Regions from separate parts of the Sus scrofa genome. Here regions 2 and 3 are each linked to region 1. A link is a contact called in public Hi-C and HiChIP or PLAC-seq data. All regions are on one chromosome and are shown on one strand. Each heading gives the region's core, a stretch centred on a gene start, on an enhancer-like site or on the middle of the called end of the contact. The rest is flanking DNA. Distances are from core to core; before and after follow the strand shown. Region 1 has its middle 41 kb from the start of DDX1. Region 2 has its middle 120 kb from the start of MYCN. Region 3 holds the start of MYCN (N-myc proto-oncogene protein).

The links. Hi-C and Micro-C count contacts between places; a contact is called where the count stands out from the background. HiChIP or PLAC-seq counts read pairs in DNA pulled down with a chosen protein or histone mark.
Region 2: a contact with region 1 is called in a Hi-C map of skeletal muscle, with 7 times the contacts expected there. The contact joins two enhancer-like sites. A contact is called at or near these places in 3 of 47 Hi-C or Micro-C datasets (embryonic fibroblasts, epiblast stem cells and skeletal muscle).
Region 3: an H3K27ac HiChIP or PLAC-seq map of skeletal muscle shows a contact between it and region 1, with 7 times the contacts expected there. The contact joins the promoter of MYCN here to the enhancer-like site in region 1. A contact is called at or near these places in 15 of 47 Hi-C or Micro-C datasets (alveolar macrophages, embryonic fibroblasts, epiblast stem cells and 10 more) and 1 of 2 datasets of contacts at active chromatin or transcription factors (skeletal muscle).

Annotation. Positions count from the first base shown.
Region 1 is chr3:121,814,217-121,817,985 of Sscrofa11.1, reverse strand. No RefSeq gene overlaps it. Among named protein-coding and RNA genes, the nearest start is that of DDX1, 41 kb to the left of the region's middle. Within about 2 kb of position 1,910, at least 15 of the 83 cell types and tissues checked have an H3K27ac peak or open chromatin away from gene starts, as enhancers often do. A contact at or near this core is called in embryonic fibroblasts, mesenteric adipose tissue, omental adipose tissue and 1 more, where this site is marked.
Region 2 is chr3:121,427,717-121,431,485 of Sscrofa11.1, reverse strand. No RefSeq gene overlaps it. Among named protein-coding and RNA genes, the nearest start is that of MYCN, 120 kb to the left of the region's middle. Within about 2 kb of position 1,750, at least 29 of the 83 cell types and tissues checked have an H3K27ac peak or open chromatin away from gene starts, as enhancers often do. A contact at or near this core is called in skeletal muscle, where this site is marked.
Region 3 is chr3:121,547,855-121,551,623 of Sscrofa11.1, reverse strand. It overlaps MYCN (N-myc proto-oncogene protein), which reads left to right and starts at 1,946. Exons shown (of 3, transcript XM_003125346.4): 1 at 1,946-2,659. It also overlaps the pseudogene LOC110260051.

The DNA of each region.
Region 1 (3,769 bases), core at 661-3,160:
AAATACGAAGTGAGATATGGGCTCGTTCCCCTCATATAACAGTTTTATTATTTCCCTATAGATGCTGACATCTATCAGGAATTTTTTTTTTTTTTCCAAGTGACCTTATTTTGGGGAAAAAGGAATATTTGTTAGAGGGAAAAAATGTAGCGGAACAGGAAGGAAAGGGAGGGAGAATGTTTGCTCCCGCAGAGGCGTTGATAGAGGATTCCTTTGGTGGGAGGAGTGGGGGGGGATTTTTACTGTTGTTTTCCGTTCTGTCGATTTAAATACTTCCCTTTCATTAAAACCATCTAAAGCTCTGCCTTTTCGGAGGACAGAGAGTCCACTTTGGTCGAAGTGCTGGGGGGTGGTTGGAAAGAGCCTGGAGTCACACAGGCCTGGAGCTGATCCCAGCAATGCTACCGACTTCTAAGAGCTAAGTCGCTTGCAGGAGAACTTGAGGTCGAAGGTGGGACCTGGAATCGGCACTTGAAGGAGCTCCTCAGAAGACTGTGATGTAGATGCTCTTCCAACTACAAATCAACAAACACTCGGAGGAGTCCTGGTGACTCAGCCGGCTAAGGATCTGGTGTTGGCACAGGTCTCCGCTGTGGTTTGGGTTCAATTCCTGGCCTGAGAACTTGTGCATGTGGTGGGTGTGGCAAAAGAAAGAAACGGGAGAGAGAAAAGGAAGGAAGGGAAAAGAGGAGAAAAAAAAGAAACGCTATGAAGAAATGGCTCTTAAAGCTTTCATTCTCTCTGCAGTCTTTCACCCCAAGACTCAGGCCAGGTGGCTGAAAAGGACACCTGAGTGAGATGCTCAAAGTACCAGAGCCACCTGTCTTCCCAGGCAGGCCCTCTTCCTTCCCTTAGGTTAGTGGTTCTCAGCCCTGGCTCTGCACTGGGACCACCTTGGGGAGCTTTAAAAGCTCCCTTGTACTTCATCTCCAGAAATTCTGTTATTCTGGAGGGGGCCCTGGTACTCTAGGAGCTGCTAATGTACTGCCAGGGTTCAGAGTGGCTGCTTTAAACAGCCTGACTAGATGTTTCTTGATCCAGCTGCAAATTACTGTGTGCCCCTGGCACATGCCCTGGCTGCTGGGTGAACTAAGTTCAACGTCGTTTAGATTCAGGCTGGAAGCCTTGCTATTGCACTGTGCAGAAGTTCTTATAGAGAGAAACTTTGATAAAAATGGTACCATACCACATTTCTGAGAAACAGTAAGGTTATTTTAAAAATGAATTTTGTAGACCTGAGTTCAGTTCCTTTTAAAATAGTTACGTTGGGGCTTCAGTCTTTTAAGGATGCTTCAGTTTTTCAGAACCCATTTGGCATTTTAATTTCTCTTCTTTTTGCCACTTGGTTTTTATTTAAAACATTTCCTCTGCTTTAGACAGAGTCACTTTATAGGCTTCTGGAGACCATTGGCTTCACTTATTATTACCCTAAAAACTCCTTCCCCAGCCTGGTAACTCATCCTGTGCACCAGAAAAGCCTCTGGTTGGCTGTTGGCTGTATGTTGCTTTCATTTAAATTGCAATCAAAGAATAAATACTTACTGCTGCCAAGCAGACTTTGAAGAGGCAGCCAGGCAGTGATTAGATGGTAAGGGTGTTCCACTTTTTACGGTGGATCAGAGTCTCAGGGGAGAGAGCCTAGCATGGGAAATCCTGATCAGAATGAAGTCCTCAGGGCGGAGGTTGTAGAGAACTGGCCAGTAGTGTGGCGTCGGCTGAGTCTCGTGGGAGCTATGGTGTCTGATGATGAGTTTTGGTTTTTACCATGTGATTCCCCTGAAATCCTCAAATGTTGCCCAAGGGTTAAGCAGTTAGATGTGTTGGCATGGCCTGGGGAGAACAGGGGGGCTCTGTGTTTGGACGGAGTGGTGACGGAGGGTGTGGAAATGGGTTAGGACCCTGTCCTGTGGGAAATTACCATGAAACGCCAGGAACGCACGAGAAAACCCTCTGGAGCGGTCCTCCAGACCGAAGCTCAGCGAGGTGACGTCAGGCTTGGGGCAATCGGGCTTTGCAGGCACTCCCACGACTTCAGAGCCGTATTTGAGAGAAAACTGGCTAACCTGTAGTCACAGGCTGGAAGCTTGAGGTATTTTATTTGGCTCGGAAAAGCTAGCAATTTGGAGACACTGGGTTATACGCCGTATCATTAAACACCGTTCACTTAAAATATTGGTGTTAGTTCTGTTGGTTGTAATAACAAACTCTATCATATGCTTCCCTCCATAAATTTTTATTCATTTCCCCACAGTTGGCTCACAACCCAGCCCCAGGAGAAATGGCACGAAGGCGGCCCGCCTGCCTCTCCACCCGCTCTCCTGGGTCTGTCATTTCCAGTCTGGTGCACCAGGTGGCGCTGACGTCACACCGTGAACACCCACAAAGACCTAAACATGATGCCGGGATATTTTTACCACTTGGGGTCACTTAAGGATTACCTGACTTCCTTTTTTTTTTTTCTGCTAAGCAAATCACAGATTCAAAGGAATTATTTCCCATTACATCTGTCAGAGTCTGTGGTCTTTTTTTTTTCCTGGATCCACAGGCTGAGAAACATGCATTAAGATTTTTTCCCCCAGGAATTGGCCCCACACAGTTTGTGCTGCAGTGACTTCTCCTCTCACAAAGCACTTAACAGGACCACCGCACCCGCCTTCTCCTGGGCCCAGTGTTTGGGGGTCCTCTGCACCAAAGAACTTCCACACGTGTCAAAATTGCATTTATGCTAATTGCCACTCTCATTAGCATCTCCAGAACGCAGGCTGCTTTTCTTCAGTCATTTCCTTGATTCTCTAAAGCCCAGCTCGGAAGGAATGAAGCTCGGTGGGGTCTCATGTTAACGCCCACTCATCTCCTCCCGACACACCCGCTTATCTGGTGACCCTAGGAATCAGGGCATGGCCCTTTAGAGCTTGGTGGAGAGCTGTGGGGTGATGCCCAATTGACTGGGCCTGCCTGTGGGTGGGTGTGGGTGGGGTGAGGGCAGCCCATGTGGGCTTAGACAGGCAGCCCAAACAATGAGCCCAGTCACTTCAGAACGTAGCTGTGCCTACTTATTTAAAAAGCCAGAATGACCAGCGGAAACCCCAAGTGCCAGCCTCCCCACCGACCGACCAAGTGATTTCAGGGGACGAAGGTTGAGAGATCTGAGTGGGAAGATGACCAGATATGTGGTCTGTCCCTCTCTTTCTACTTCAAAGAATACCATTTTGGGGGTGGAAGCGGGAGAGGAGAGGAGTCATTATTCAAGAATAGCCTTCCCTGGTATAATTTAAAGCTACCGCAGGAGTTCATTTGTTTCCATCATTTCCAGTTTATAATTAATCAGTGTCAATCTCTATTCAAGAACCTGAAATGGGCCTTTATTGCCTGAATGAAGTCCAGACTAACTTGGACACTTAACAGCCCTCTTAAGTTTCGTTCTAACTTTACAATCTGTATTTCCTTTATTCCCCAGGTCACATTGGACTTGGTCTCCTCCGTCCCCTCCATGTACAACAACAGGGAACATTCATGGATCCATCCCTACGTATCAGGTATTGTTCCAAGTGCTGACTCATCTTAATGAACCCTCCTAACTCCAGGAGTTCCTGTCATGGCTCAGCGGTTAACAAACCCGACGAGGATCCATGAGGACACGGGTTCCATCCCTGGCCTCGCTCAGTGGGTTAAGGATCCAGCCCTGCCGTGAGCTGTGGTGTAGGTCGCAGACGTGATTCGGATCCCGAATTGCTGTGGCTGTGGTGTGTAGGCTGGTGGCTACAGCTCC
Region 2 (3,769 bases), core at 501-3,000, 390 kb after region 1:
ATGCTGGCTTGTTTAGAAAGGCCCTGCAATCAGATGAGCATGGGGCCTGGCTCATGGAGTCTTAGTATACGTGTGTTGAATGACTGAATGAAAGGTGATCTGGGCATTTATTTATTCACTATTCACTAAAGGGGGACCAGTAGTCCTGGTTTGCCCAGGACTGGGGTGTTTTCTGGGATGTGGGACTTCGAGTGCTAAAGTGAGGACTGTCCTGGGCACACCAGGGCTAGCTGGTCCCCTGCTTCCTAAGAACTCATGATGGACCAGACGCTGGACCTCAGCTCGGCACATGGGGCTCAATCAGACATCGTCCCCGCTGTCCAGGAGTCCAGGTGTGGTTGAGACAGATAAATATAACATGGTGGTAAATGTCACGCTAGGGCCACATACAAGAGCAAGGCCATGGAAGAGGAAGCATCGTGATGGCTTTGTTGTTGTTTTTATTCATTTTTATGACAGTTTTAGTGCGGTATAATTGACATACAAAAATTGAGCCTATTTAAAATGAATAATTGGATAAGTTTTAACATATCTGTACACTTCTAAAATGGTCACCTCAGTTGGTCATGATGGCTTTTAAGAGGAGGAACAAGCACTAGGGGTGAGTCTGGATGGGAAGAAGCTGGGGAAAGGCTTAGGGACAGCCTAGGGTCCCTGCTTTGATTCAGGAAACAGCAGCAACATGTGTGTGTGTTGGGGGGGGTGTTGGGGGGGCATGGAGGGGAGAAAAGGAGGGATTATGAGGTTGGAGAGTCATTTGAGATGCCAGGTGACAAGTTAGGCGATATTAAGGAAACTGAAATTTATACTATAGGCAAGGGGGAGCTACTGAAGATTTTTTTAAGTGGGGAGAGAGAGAATCAGAAATTACAAATCGTTTCATTCATTCCACACGCAGATATAAGCACCTACTATGTGTCAGGCATTGTGCTACCAGACCGAATGAATGAGTGCACGGCCACCTGCTCAAAAAATGTTCTTTTCTTTCCCAATGGCAGCGAGGGTCCCTGGAACCCAGGGACCAGCTCGCGCGATGTCCAGTCCTACGGCCTCTGTCAGGAAAATCATTCGGCAGAGAGCAGATCCAACGAGAAGGCTGCCAGCTCTGGCTCCAACCTCCACCCCCTTATCTGTTTTTCTTTTTCCAAAAGACCTTGAGGACTAGAGTCGATTCCACTACAAAACGGTTACACAATTTCCCCCGGAGAAAGCGAGTTTCCACCTTTGGGGGGATGAATAAGCCCTTTCTTTTCTGGAGAGCTGGCCAATAGAGGCCCAGGCTGGGTACTGCAGGAGGGGCAGTGCGGGAACAGCCGGCTGTGGTCTAATTTGGGGGTGACTGTTTGTTTTTTCATTAAACAAAGTCTGCAGGGCAGGGGCTGTGGCTGCAGGAGCCTCCGGAGGCCGATAAAGCGGGTAAGGGAGTCAGCCTGCAGCCCTGCAGCCCTGCAGCCGCGGTGAGCTAAGTAAGGGCCCTCTGATGCCCAAAGCATCCATTTTTCTGGGGCTGCGTGTCCTATAAATGGTGCCTTTGAGGAGGCTGCCCTGGTGACAGCGGGACCCTCCCTGCAGCACCCACTCGGCCACTGGATTCTGAAAGCTGATTGTCCCTTCTCAAGCTCTGCCCTCCTGCGACATTCCTCACGCTGACCATTGTCTGCAGAAAGAGGCCATTGTCTGGGGCTGACATATCTGCTGACGGAGGCACAGGAGACAAGCAGAGCTTTGGGGAGAAAGAAATCCACCCCAAACAACAGAAAACCGGAGCCTCGCCGGAGGGCAGGGCTTAGACCGGGCTTGTTGAATCGCCCGACGCGCTGGTGTTCTTCCCGAGAGGAAATGCGCCCCCATCACGGGAGGATCAGAGTTTTATCTCTGGGCTGGAATGACACCATTTGTGCCTTTGTGTCAACAGCACTGAGAGGCCTTGTTTAGGGTTATGTGGCCAGCGCTGGGAAGGGCTTGTTTGAAGAGAAGAAAAGAAAAAACCCAGAACAATGTTCCCCCAGAAGGCGCAGAGCAGCCGCAGCCGCTGCCGCTGCCCCCGCTCCGCGCTGGGCCGTCCGGAGGCTCGCCCCGCGGCCCCCTCCGCGGCTCCTCGGCCTTGAGCGCAGCCCGGCAGGCGGGCAGCTGGCGGGACAGGTATGCCAGGGCCAGCTCTTAAAACGTGGGTAAACAGTTAAGTTCCCATCGTTCCCCACCCCCACTCCGTGCACCCCCGTGGCCTTGACTGCCCAGCCCGGCCCCCAGCCCCCTCCCAATGCGGCACTAAAGCTTAGTGCCCGCCGGGGAGAGTGGAATCATGACCCTTCCTCCCGCCACCCCCCGGGGGCAGGCAAAATGCTGGGATTCAGCCTCAGAGACCTGCTTCTGCAAGGGTGGTCCCAGGATCCGCAGCACAGGAATTACCAGGAACTTGCTGGAGAGGCAGAAGCTCAGGCCCCGCCCCAGACTTGCTGCATCCGAAGCTGCATTTTAATATGATCTCCTGGGTGGATTTGCACATTAAATTTGAGAAGGGTTGGTCTAAATTCGACGTTCTGGAACATAGCTGCGATTTTTTTTTTTTTTTTTTTTTTTTTTTGTCTTTTTAGGGCGTAGCATGTGGAAGTTCTAGGCTTAGAACTGTAGCGGACGGCCAACACCACAGCCACAGCCACGCCAGATCCAAGCCACATCTGACCTACACCACAGCTCATGGCAACACTGGATCCTTAATGCACTGAGTGAGGCCAGGGGTTGAACCTGCATCCTCATGGATACTAGTTGGGTTCATTACTGCTGAGCCATAATGGGAACTCCCTATAGCTACACACTGAAATCACCTGGGGCACTTTTGAAAGTTCCGGTGACTAGGCAGCATCTCAGGCCAATGACCTCAGGATCTCTGGGGGTGCGAGAAAACGCCAGCATTTTTAAAGACTCCCCAAGGGATTCCAACTGGTCTCCAGATTTGAGGCAGAGGAGCAAGAATGACACCTTCTTTCCCCTGTCGTGGGATTGAGTCTGCATGTCCTATAATGCAACAGTTTCTAAGTGTCTTCTCAGTGCCAAGCATCACCACAGTCTCTGAGATTCTTCAGCAAAGATCTTCACAACTGCAGTGCTTTTCTGGACAAAAGAACTCCTATTCATCCTTCAAAATCCAATGGAAAAGCTTCCTCCTCTGTGATGCATCTCTATCTCTTGAAGCAGGGAAAAATGCTTTCTCCTCCAGACTTCTATTGCCCTCTGCACTTTTCCACTGGATTTTTTTTTTTTTTTTTTTTTTTTTTTTTTTTTTTAGGGTCACACCTGTGGCATTTGGAAGTTCCCAAGCTAGGGGTCAAATTGGAGGGACAGCTGCCAGCCTATGCTACAGCCACAGCAACACAGCAGAGTTGGGATCTGAGTTGCATCTGTGACCTATATTGTAGCTTGTGGCAACTCAGGACCCTTAACCCACTGAACAAGGCCAGGGATCAAACCTACAATGTCACGGATGCTAGTCAGGTTCTTAACCTGCTGAGCCACAACAGAAACTCCTGAACTTTTCTGTGGTTACAACTGGAGTCCTGAGAACAGGGCTGTGTCTTATTATCTTTTTTTTTTTTTTTTTTTTTTTTTGTCCTGGGGACTAAGGTGGGGCCTCAGCATAAAGTAGGTGCTCAGTAAATGTTGGCTGAATAATATCTGGAGGAATGCCTGAATCATTACGAGGAGGAGTGAAGGTCCATTCCCTGCCCTTTAAGAAGTAAACTAGCTGCAGAAGCCACTTTGCACTGTATTA
Region 3 (3,769 bases), core at 697-3,196, 270 kb after region 1:
GCTAGGGGTCTAATTGGAGCTGTAGCCACCGGCCCACGCCACAGCAACACAGGGTCCAAGCTTCGTCTGCAACCTGCACCACAGCTCATGGCAACGCCAGATCCTTAACCCACTGAGCAAGGCCAGGGATCGAACCTGCAACCCCATGGTTCCTAGTCGGGTTCGTTAACCACTGAGCCACAATGGGAACTCCCATGGTAGGACTTTTCCATGTAGCTACAGGGCCCGTGAATGTAACAGTCCTCCTGCTGTTTTGGTAAAAAAAAAAGTGGGGCAGGCAATTCGGAGGGCCTTTCCTGGGGCTGCTGAGGATCTGAGGGTCGGCATTCATGTCTTTCCCTCTGTGGCCGATAAGCAGAAACTCTTTGAAGCTTCTTTGGCTTCTTCAGAAGGACTTATTCCAGGACAACGTACCGTGTATGGATAACCAGCTGCTTTGCTCTGAGGACACCTCCCTGAGCAAAACAGACACAGCAGGCCTGAAGACGGCGAGGAAGACCCAGCCTCTTTCCCCACAGGTCGGGGATGGGGGGTGCGGGGGAAACGGTCCTGAAAGGAAACTTCTCAGGCAAATATAATTACAAAAGAAGGTAAGCGTTGTGTAGGGAAATCCAGGATCCTTGGGATGAATGCAGCGGGAGGGCTAGGTTTAGATTAAGGGGTTAGGGAAAGGCAAAAGTCGGGGGGTGCTGAAAGGCTTTTGCAAAGGTTTAGAGCTTTCCATATGGGAAGGAAATAATAATAAGAAAGGCGTTTGGGAGAGCCGCTCATCCTCATTCATGGGCCACTTCCTAGAACTCTGGGAACCTGACTTTCTCCCCAGAATTATGTAGGCACCCAGGGTAAAGGCTGGAAGAGCCTTCACAAATGCTAATAGGGGAGCGTCTTACAGGCTGCCCCCGACCCTCCACAGCCTCCTCCGTGACTGGTTTGAATGCAGAGGCGAATGACCAGGAGGAGTGGCATTCCAGCTTGGGGAAAAAGGAGGTGGGAGAAGCTCTCCCACCCCCATCTGGGGGGCTAGGAGAGCAACCCTTCACCCCGGGAGGAACATTTTTCCAGAGGAAATTCCACTTCCGTTGTGTATTTGGTGGCGAAGGGGGCTGCTGGGGAGGCTCCAGCTGTTCCTGGGGAGTTTGGGGACAGGGGCTAGGATGGTGGAACACCCCCCCCCCCAACGCACACACACCTGCAGGAAAGCTAGACCTGAGCGACGTGAGGATTTGATAGCAGCGGTGGGGTGGGTGTTAATTTCCCCAGAAGGATCTATCAGGATCTGTCAATAACAATAGCTGACACTCAACACTTGTCCCGCGCTGGGCACCGTTCCGAGCGCTTTCGAAATTAGTTCTCACAACCACCCTATGAGGTAAACACCAGTACTAACTCCATTTCACAACTGAAGAGACCCAGGCACAAAGAGGCCCAGTAGCGCTAGCCGCTGGCCTTTTTGCTTCCAGCAATTTGAAGCCAAGGTTTCCATGTCGAGGTTTGGGCTCCAGGAGGTGTGCCTGGCAATTCCTCCGAGAACCTGATCCGTCCCCCTGGAATTCGGGAAATCGCTGGCTTTGAAAGGCTGACTTGGGAACCCTGGGGAACGGCGGCCACCCATTCCCTTCGGAAGCCGAGCCGAACCGAGCCGCCACCTCCCGTGCGGCGGTGATGACAGGTTGACAGGGCGGCAGGGGCGGCGGGTGGCCCCGCTCGGACCCCCGAGACCGGCCCGGCAGCTCCGCTTTCTGCTCGGTCTCCGCGAGGTGTCGCCTTCGGCCGGAGAAAACACCGCGACGCCACCCTCCTAGCCCGCAGTTATTTATTTATTTTCAAACAAGGGGGCGCCCCTCTCCTTTCAATTTAAAACTAGAAATCTTCTGCGGTCTCGCTCCTAAATGGGCGCGTCCTCTCCCTCCCACCTCGTTCCCTGGGTCCAGCTTTAAGCAGATAGAGACAGCTCTTAAGCAGCCCCCAACCCCCCGCACGGGCCGGCTGGACCTTGGCCTGGCGCTCAGCAGCACACTAACGCAGTCGAGGTGGAGGCTGGGTTAGGAGGCTCGGAACCACTCCCCCAATCCCAACAACACCCCCGGAACCCTCCGGAAAAAATTTTTTTTTAATGCTAAGCAATTGCCAGGCCCGCCGGGTGGGTGCTGCATTGCACCACTCGGCGCGCAGCTGGTCCGCAGAGTGCACCGGGTGCAAGCTCGGGGGCCTAAAAGGGCGGGAGGAGCACGCCCCGGGCTTCCCAGCTTTGCAGCCTCCTCTCTGCAAAGAAGAAAAGCAAGTGGCTTTTGGCGCGAAAGCCTTGGCGCCTCCCCTGATTTTTATGGAAATCAAGAGGGCGGGGTAAAGCCGCTTTCCTCTGCCGTTCTCCCTCCCCCTTGTCTGTGCCGCAGCCCCCTTCTCTCCCCGCCCCCCGGGTGTGTCAGATTTTTCAGTTAATAATATCCCCCGAGCTTCAAAGCGCAGCCAGTGACAGTCATCTGTCTGGACGCGCAGGGTGGATGCGGGGGGCTCCTGGGAACTGGGTTGGAGCCGAGCGAGCGCTAGCCAGGCGCAAGCGCGCACAGACTGCAGTCACCCGAGGACCACCCCCCGCCCCCTGGCCACCCCGGGACCCCCCGCAAAGAATCGCCTCTGGATCCCCGGCAGTCGGCGGGAGGTAAGAAGCGGGGGTTGCAAACAGCCCGGCGCCCCCGGAGCGGCTATAGCGCGGCGGGAAGGCAAACCCTGGACAGGATCGCGGCTGGCGCACAGGGCGCCCGAATATGCCCGGGGGACTGTTTCTGCTTCGGAAACAAAACCATCTCGGGGGTTCCCCTGAAAAGCCAGTTCCAGTCCCGAAGCCTCCCGGGCTGGGAGAGACCCGCCCTAATCCTTTTACTGCCCTTGCCAGGGGGTTGTAATGGCTTCGTCGAAAAGAAATTCACCCTTCTCTAGAACATTTGTCTGCAATTGAGCTGACGGGGAGCCGGTGCGCCCCCACTCCAAAGCTGGGTTCTTCTCCAAAGGTCGCCCCCAGAGGAAGAAGGGAGGGTTAAGCAGGGCGAGGCCGTCACGGTGGTAATCTGGGTCACGGCTGCTCCAGGCTGCTCCAGCTTGGAGGAGACGCGGTTCTCCCGGCGACCCTCCCCGCGCTGGTGCCCCTAAATCATTGCCGGGAACTGGGGTCCAGGCGCTCCTCTCTCCCAGGAAGAGGACGTTGTTGGGGGTTTGAAACAGTGGGGGAGTGGGTTAGAGGGGTTCAAAACCAGCTATTGGCAGTACTCCCCCTGCAGCGGGTGGATGCCGGGGGCGTCTGCTCAGTTGGGGGGGGGTGTCTGGATTTGGGTGCCTGTTGTTGGTCTCGGTCTAGAGAAAGGATTTTTCCATTTGCAAAGTTTCCTCAATCCCCCACTATCGCTTGCGCTCCCCAGGTTGCAATTTTACAAAGCGGGGACCGAGGGCACTCCAAAGCCGGTGCCCGGTACCTGGGTTGGAGCCTGGGGCTTCCTTGGAGCAGCTGGCCCTACTTGGGTGCAACCGGGATTGTCGGCGAGCTGGTGGGAGCTAGAATTCTGCAGCCTTGAACAGCCCCCTCCCCCAGGCGTTGCCTTGTGTGAATGAAATGGCAGTTTCCAAAGTTGCAGAGCCTGCCACCACCCCCCGCATCTGCATGCCCCCTCCCACCCCCTGTCGTAGACAGCTTGTACACAAAAGGAGGGAGGGAGAGAGCGAGAGACACAACTTCCTCCACCTTCGGGAGCCCTGGGCAGAGTGGGGGGCTTGGAGG